Regions from separate parts of the Mus musculus genome. Here region 2 is linked to region 1. A link is a contact called in public Hi-C data. All regions are on one chromosome and are shown on one strand. The core of a region is the stretch at or near the end of the contact, and the rest is flanking DNA. Distances in the headings are between cores, read along the strand shown. Region 1 overlaps Kif26b (kinesin family member 26B). Region 2 overlaps Smyd3 (SET and MYND domain containing 3).

Region 1 (3,870 bases), core at 759-3,258:
TGAATCGCCTCTGTGGGAAGTGTACCCTGGAAGCCAACTGACCCCATCCCCACCAGCTGACCTTCCTGGTGCCAAGCCCACAGCTAACGTCTTGGCACACACTGAGGCTTTTCTTGGCCTCTCCCTAAAAGTCAACACTTCCAAGCACTGCAGGGCCCCCAAAACTGAAAAAGAGAACGGCTCAGAACCTGTGTTTGACAGCTCTGGAATAAACCTAAGAGCCGTTGGAATTTGAATCTTCCTACTGAGACAGGGTGACTACCTGGGTGGGAAAAAAATAAAGGCCATTTCACTGGACTTGAAAGAGGCAAAACAAATTCACCACTGTCCACCAAAGCTGGGACTCTGCTAATGAACACTAAATAACCCACCTACTAAATCATGTTGGCGACATTTCTGTTGGAATATTCTAACGGCTTGTTTGCTTTCTAAACAGAACGGAGTTGTGGCAATAAAAATGAAGTCGAGAGATAAACTCTACTACTTGATGGCTTTCAGTTTACCTTTGGAAAACATCAGTTAGATTTACTGCAAGCCAGCTAAATACGTATGCCTCCTTCCCAGGGAAATCACACTCACAAGATCTCACCTGGCCTTTCTCATCTTTTTTTGCAATAGTTTATGTTTCTAAAGGGGGAGAGGTGGTTTGTGCTCCAGCCTAGCAAAGCATGGAATCCTGCTTGCAACACTGTTACATTATTTTAAACCTTTGTTTTTGTCTCTGGTTAACTATGAAAAAGAGAGATGGACAGCAGAGGCCCAGGCCTCCAAACTGCTCAAGCCTATGGCAGCCATGCTGGGCCATAAACCTGAACCACAGCCCGTATCACACACACTCTTTGCCTGACTGACACACAGGAAGCTGTGCAAACATTCCCCATGCTGACACATGGTGTAATCAGAGGTGCCAATGAAATGATTCTTCAGCCATAGTCGATACATAGCAAGAGAGCATCAGCTACCAGTGGGTTCTTAGCTCTCTGATCCTGGGTCATTTCCTGAACATAGTTCTTGGCTCTAGTTAAAAACTACAAATGTTTTAAATGCTAATGATCACTTTTGTCACCTTGGGAGATTCTAATCATTATAAGCATCTACCAGTCTAAGAACAGAAAATATACTAACTAAATATGCTGAGGAAGTGTGCATCTGCACATGTCACGTCAGGTGCTGCATGCATTCTTTGTCTCCTGACCACTCGCTTGCTGACTGTAAAATCACTTCTTCCACCCACCAATCTAGCCTAAGCTCCTTCAAACACACACAAGGATGGTGTGCTGATCCGTCTCCCGTTGGCTTTTCCCATCTTACTCTTGGAAGATGGGCCATCATGGCTAGAGTTGGTGGGTCTCCCATGGGAACAAGGAAGATGCCACTGTTACCTTCTGCTCATAGCTTGGGCAAGATCTTTCCTCAATCTCGATAGGTAAGATTCACTTTTGATAACCACACATTACAAAAGAGTACCACATGTGCTACTACACTCTAACTGAAAATTATTTTTAAAGGTTTATTTTATTATGAGCATGTATGTATGTGCATGTGAACGTATGTACATGTGCATATAGGTGCCCACAGAGTCCGGAGCCTGGTGTCAGATGCCATGAAGCTAAACTTGAAGTTGAAATTGACTGAATGGGATTTGGGGAATAATGAAATTCCTTTGTAGGACACATACATATACCCAGTGGCAGAGCATGGTAGGGTTCAGTACTCAATACATGAGTATTGCTACATGACACTATACATATGTCCAACCCACAGACTTTACAACACAGGGCATAAGCACTAATGTCAGCTATGAGCTTCAGTTAATACTAATGTATTGATGGTGGCTTTTACCAGTCATAACAAATGCACCACACAAATACAAGATGTTGATAAGGGGGAAGTGAGGAGAAAGAGAAATTTTGAGTTTCATTTTGAGTTTTGAATGAAACCAGGCTCTGAAAGCAATGCCCCTTGAGGGAGCCACACCTAAGCTACCACAGGAAAGCACCACGGGAAAGCACCACAGGAGAGCACCACAGGCTCATGAGTCTAATCCTCAAAACACTGGCAAATACAGATGCTGGAGGCCATGGGCTGCACGTTCAGTGACAAGGTGTCCTTCTCCTGCCCCTCTGTAGAAAAGGCCCAGCACTGTATCTATAAGCACTCACACAAACAAACAAAACCACAGAAAATGGTTTGCCTTTCTCAGTAAGGTTCACTCCTTGTAGATACATTTTCCCAAGAAAGATAGAGATGCTGGGAGATGCATGAGACAGAACTCAGACAGCACTGGATACTCCGAATAATCCAGGGACAGGAAAATATTCCACCAAGATTTTCTTTTGAGTATGAAGAAGAGGAAGAGGAGGAGAAGGAGGAGGAGGAAAAGGAAGAGGAAGAGGAGGAGAAGAAGGAGGAAGAAGCAAAAGCAGAAGCAGAAACATTTACTGTAATAATTATTTTGCCAAGCATAGAATATGTAATAATGGAGTAAACTCAACAGTGATCTTTTTACACAAAAATATTTACTTTGTGACAAGTCACCTTCATGGCTATTTGTCAGGCCTGGCACATGGCCAGTGGCAGGAGATTGCATAAGCAATGCTGAGCAAGATGTCGCCCGGCAGCATGCCGTACTGTCACCCACACTCTTCTGCAGGCTGTTACTCATGCTAAACGGTGACAGCTGTGGAAAGTCTGGAAGTTGGAAAGTCCAGTAGATGAATGAACGAGGAATCGGGTCTCGGGAGGCCTGGAAGTAAGTGGATGTTATTCTAAAGCTTTGGTGATGTTTGGCCAGTGTTCCACTTCTGTTGATGATGCAGGGGGTCATGATGACCTGGCTGGATTAGATTCCAAGGGGAAATGCTCATGGCTGTACTGCGCTTCAGCCCTGAGTCCACCTCCTTGGTAGGAGAGCAGTTTTTTCAGTCACAAAAGTCTAAGATCATGAAAGGACACTTGATCTAGAGTGTCAACATCACAGCTTTCAATTTCCTGCCATCCGACCTCTCTGGACCTTAGCACATAACTTCTCTCTGAGGAAGTGAGCAGGATCTGTTGCCTTCTGACTTTGCAAGGGCAAAGCTTCATTTTCTCCCCGAACCTCCTGGTGCCTCAGAATGTGTTCTCCATCTGTTTTGTTTTGTTTTGTTTTGTTTTGTTTTTTTTCGAGACAGGGTTTCTCTGTGTAGTCCTGGCTGTCCTGGAACTCACTCTGTAGACCACTCTGTAGTCCTGGCTGGCCTTGAACTCAGAAATCCGCCTGCCTCTGCCTCCCAAGTGCTGGGTTTAAAGGTGTGTGCCACCACTGCCCAGTTCTGTTCTCCACCTTAAAGAGTCCGTGCATTACATTTTATACCACGTCTCTCCCCAGCCTGTCAAATCCCAAACCCTTTCCCCCACTGCATGATGCTTTGAGAATCTTAGATTTTCCCACTAAGCCAAAGCTGCTAACTAACAGGGAAGAAAGACAACAGTTCCTACATAGTCCCAAGAGAGCCATGGCCAAGACAGTCCTCTTTTCTTTCCGCTTACAAAGCTTCTCCCTCCTTCTTGGGGTAAAACTGAATCCTCTTGTTTTTCTGGTCAGCCTTGGTTCAGGCTGACCCTCATCACTGAGAAATTCTTTTCCCTTGCTTAGCTAGGTGTTGTCACACTAGCTCGTGTTGACCTCTTCTGGCCCCGGGAAATCTCAAGGATGACAGACACCCAACAGGCAGAGGAATTAAGTCATGTACCGTTTACACAGTTTTTACCCTGGGACGCTAATGCATATGCCAGAGACTCCCGAGCTCATCTTGCTGCTTTTCCGACTTGGCCTTATGACCCTGAGGAGTTGCAGGAACCTCCCTGCTGCCTCCACACAGGACCAGA
Region 2 (4,040 bases), core at 903-3,402, 500 kb before region 1:
AAACTCTCCACCATTGAGAGCCTGTTTTAATTTTTTAAACACTCTCCCCATGTTACCCAGGCTGGCTGTAATATCATTCAGTGGCCCAGCCAGGCCTTAAGTCTCCTCAGTAGCTGGAATCACAGCTGCAATCATGGCCCCATCTTCTCATCTCACCTTGAACTTCTAAAACTCCACAAGCCCTTTAAGCTCCTGCTGTTTATAGAGTGAGCAGGAGCAGTGTGGTCTTGGGAAATGGTGGCTGCATTCTGCTCAGCTAGCCTGTGAAGTGGAGAGAGGAGTGGGGGTGGGGGGCTTGGGGAGTCTCGGCCTTCATTGCTGGAGCTACACTAACACTCTCTTTAGTATATGGGGGCTATCACGTCCTTCCTCAGCTCTGGTTCCTTAGAGGAGATTGCTCTGAGCAGAGTGTAACTATGAAAGCAAGATGGAAAGCAAAAAACGTTACAACAAGATCAAGAAAGGACCACGTTCGTGACCTCTGGCCTCCTCCAGCTGCAGTTCTCTCTGCGTTTGAACTTCACAGTGTTATTGCTTTTGTGTCTCAGAGACCCCTCATTCCTTCATCTTGTTCGCAGTCAGATCACCAATAGCTGTGCCCTGCGTGTTCATTGTATTAGGGATGTTGGCAAAACTAGCACAGTTCTGTGGTCTGCACTGAGAGCTACTGAGACGGGCAGGCTTCTGTTGTCTGTGCAACTTCTGCGCTCAGTGGGTCAAAAGACAGGGTTTTGCTGTGCGAGAGGTCGGGGTTCGAGAGATGGGGCTCGGCATTTGTCATCTGTTTAAAGGTTGCTCAATGCAAGCACCAGGAAGACTTTGGCTGAATCCAGTCTCCTTTTGGTTTATTGTGTTTTACTCTCCCAGGGATAAAAAGAACCCAGGGCTTTCCGTGTGTTCCACAAGCACTTTGTCACACAACTGTACCCATGGATTCTTTTGAAAATAACCTTAAGAGTAGTCAGAATTATACATGGTTTGTGTATCACAGCCCACTTTCTGTACATATTTCCTCAATTTATGGGAGAAAGGCGGGTCTTTCTCGGTCTCTCTCTCTCTCTCTCTCTCTCTCTCTCTCTCTCTCTCTCTCTCACACACACACACACACACACACACACACTCATAAACTATGTAACATCTTTGTATGCCAGGCCTCCACCACACATCCTTTCACCTGTGCAGTCAGTGTTCATTGTTTTCTGTTTGAGAAGGACTAGCAGTAAGTAAACGGGCCATTAGGGTGTATTGTTTTGTTTCCTTGTAATATCCTTTCGACTCTGCCTCCTCCTTTTGTCCTCCAGCCTGGCCTGGTGACTGCTGGCTTTCAGCATGCTGGAGGACTGGAACTCCCCAAGGCTGCATTCATCTCCTCGAGTTCACATTATCTTGTCTTTGCTTCCGTGGCAGCCTCTGTATGGAGATGGAGTGCTGTCTCCTGTAGATGAGCAAACCAGAGCTTAAGGAAGTTGTCTAAATCTTGACAGGGAGTGAGCTGAGGAATTAGGATTGCAAATCAAGTCCAGGTCGTGATGATGAAATTGCTCCACCATATGCCGACCGCTTCTCAGCCTCCAGAGCTGTTTTGGTTACCGTAAGGAAAAGCTGTGCTGTGTATCTTGGTTCTTGGGGCAATGAGAATAGTTTATGGTCTTTCTGTTGGACTATCAGTTGACAAAAAGATAGGAGGAGTTTATATTTGTTAAACATCTCCCTCTTTTTTCCTCCCCTCCCCGCCCCCCAGCCCTCCCTTTCTTTTCCTTTTCTGACAGGGTTTTACTATACAGCCCAGACTAGCCTCAAACCCTGAGTTCTCCTGTCTCAGTTTCCTGAGTGCTAGGCTAGGGTTGCAGTTATACCCCCAACACGCCTGGCCTTTATTTATGTTGCTGTGGCTTCTATTTATTAAATAAATGATATTATCGCTTTTGTTTTGTTTCTGGTAGCACCTGTACCGCGTGGGCCTCCCAGGGAAACAGTATTTCCTTTCACTGTATCTTATGGTCCCCCCTCCCCCCACACACACACACAGATCCACACATCTTACCAGTTGGCCCATCCACAGCTCAACCAGGCCTCAACCTTACATAGCCTTCAGGGTGACCTCTGATTCTCAGGGCTCCTGAGAGCAGAGCATCCCACAGCATGAGGAAGCCCGAGAGCCCGAATGCGTTACTTTGTTTAAATTCTTGCCTTGAAGTTCCTTTAGTGAAGGAGCCAGATTGGCAATCCTACGAGAAACAGTTGTGTTTCTTAGTTACGCTGTAATGGAGGGACTATAATTCATGGCCATTAAATTGCTTCCTTTGAAGTATAAGAAAAACCAGAACAACATTTACGGTCCTTTAACCCACAGGATTACAGTACACATGAATTAAAGTCAAATGTGTTATGAACTCTCCTGGTACTGTGGCTGGCAGGACTCCATCCGCACCCCTCACTCATTAACTGGTTGACTTTCAAGTAGAAACTGGGCTGGCGGATGGGTTGAGAGTCAGGATTTCAGAAGGGTTTCCCCTTCTCTCAGTTAGAAGCAAGGAATGTAACTCTGGCAGCTCAACTAAAAATTGAGACTTGTTACTTCTCTGAGAGATCTGTTCAGAAGGCAGCAGAAAGGAAATGAACTTGTAGCATTCCCTCTGCTGATAGGATACCTTGTCTCATGAAATCCTCGCACCACACCCATCTCACACACAGGCATGAGACTAACAAGTCTGTGGTTCTGGATTCCAGTTCAGACCTAAGCCAAACAGAGTATGAACTTTAGCACCCCCCACCCTGTTTTGCTCCCCAGAATCAGTAACAGAAGACACAGAAATACTGATGACACATTTGGGACCCATGTTTTATATGGCCTCAAACTCAGAAATCCGCCTGCCTCTGCCTCCTGAGTACTGGGATTAAAGGAGTGCGCCACCACGCCTGGCTTACACTGTCGTCGTATTTCTTATTGGGGAGTTTCATGCGGAAATTGTGGGTGGTAAAAAGCCGCAGAAAATGGATATTAGGACCTAGTTAGTGACTATATCTGAGATAGCTATACCTCACGTGTATGCTAAGCCTGTGTTATTGTCTTATGACTTTTTTCACTGAATGTCTCGATAAGGAGCCAACACAAAAGGGTAACTATGGAATGGTGTTGAAGTCAGACTGTAGCTATGCCTCCCTTGTCTTGAGAAGTAACCTATAAGACATCAAGATCTGTGAGCATGTTTATTGATAAGAGCGTTCTGTCACCCTAACTTAGTGCCTGGAGTCTTTTCAATGTGGGTTTGATCCTGTATGGTTCTGAAGAGGTCATTAAAAAATAATAATTCCACCACTCCACTAGATGGCACTGTGGTCGCATAGATACACTAGATGCCCCACTGTGGCTCCTGAGAGTGGGTAAGAGCATCCTGTTGGGATGCCCTGAAGCCTAATGGAGTGAGAACTGGTATGTTTTGCCCATCTATCCCAGCACCTCCTTGTGTCTACATATCTTCACTCGACAACATATCTTTGACCTTTACAGTCTTCTTCTAAAGCCCACCCACCAGTCTTCTCTACCAATGAGCTTCCTCTTCTCTTCACACCTCATTTTTCTTTGTTGAATCTACAGCACACTCACATTGCAAAGTGCATCACCAAGATGTCTGTGTGTGGACCCTGCAGTGGGAGCAGGTGGGAGGAGACTCCAAAAACATGGTCTTCCTGCCCAGTAGACTGGAATCTCTCTTCACACCTGATGTAGCAAGCTTTTTCCTGCTTAATTTTGTAGAGAACTCAGTGCTGTCCCATTAATGCTTTAGAAATTCAGTCCTCAAAAGGATAGAGACACTCTCTCTGCAGGTTAGCTTCTGAATGTTTGAGATGTTGGAGATATCATACAGAGCTCCCGTGGTATCTTCTCAGGACCATCTACAACCACAGCAGGATGGGGGAGGGGGGCTGCCAGAGACTGTCTAAATCTTTTCTTTTAAAGCAAGGAGATAGGGTTGCAGAGGATGCCAGGTCTCTTCCCTGTATAACAGCGCTCTGGGCTAAGTTGCTGCCAGCTCCTT

What was found. Hi-C and Micro-C count contacts between places; a contact is called where the count stands out from the background.
Region 2: a Hi-C map of uterus shows a contact between it and region 1, with 6 times the contacts expected there. The contact joins two enhancer-like sites. A contact is called at or near these places in 8 of 39 promoter capture datasets (the 3T3-L1 cell line, cranial neural crest, embryonic stem cells and 5 more), 3 of 484 Hi-C or Micro-C datasets (the BV-2 cell line, nephron progenitors and uterus), 1 of 115 datasets of contacts at active chromatin or transcription factors (embryonic basal ganglia) and 1 of 9 other capture datasets (embryonic stem cells).

What each region holds. Positions count from the first base shown.
Region 1 is chr1:178,640,054-178,643,923 of GRCm38.p6, reverse strand. All of the region lies in intron 2 of Kif26b (kinesin family member 26B), which reads right to left. Among named protein-coding and RNA genes, the nearest start is that of Gm24405, 5.1 kb to the right of the region's middle. Within about 2 kb of position 2,008, at least 24 of the 459 cell types and tissues checked have an H3K27ac peak or open chromatin away from gene starts, as enhancers often do. A contact at or near this core is called in uterus, where this site is marked.
Region 2 is chr1:179,141,678-179,145,717 of GRCm38.p6, reverse strand. All of the region lies in intron 5 of Smyd3 (SET and MYND domain containing 3), which reads left to right. Among named protein-coding and RNA genes, the nearest start is that of Gm31349, 180 kb to the left of the region's middle. Within about 2 kb of position 2,152, at least 29 of the 459 cell types and tissues checked have an H3K27ac peak or open chromatin away from gene starts, as enhancers often do. A contact at or near this core is called in uterus, where this site is marked.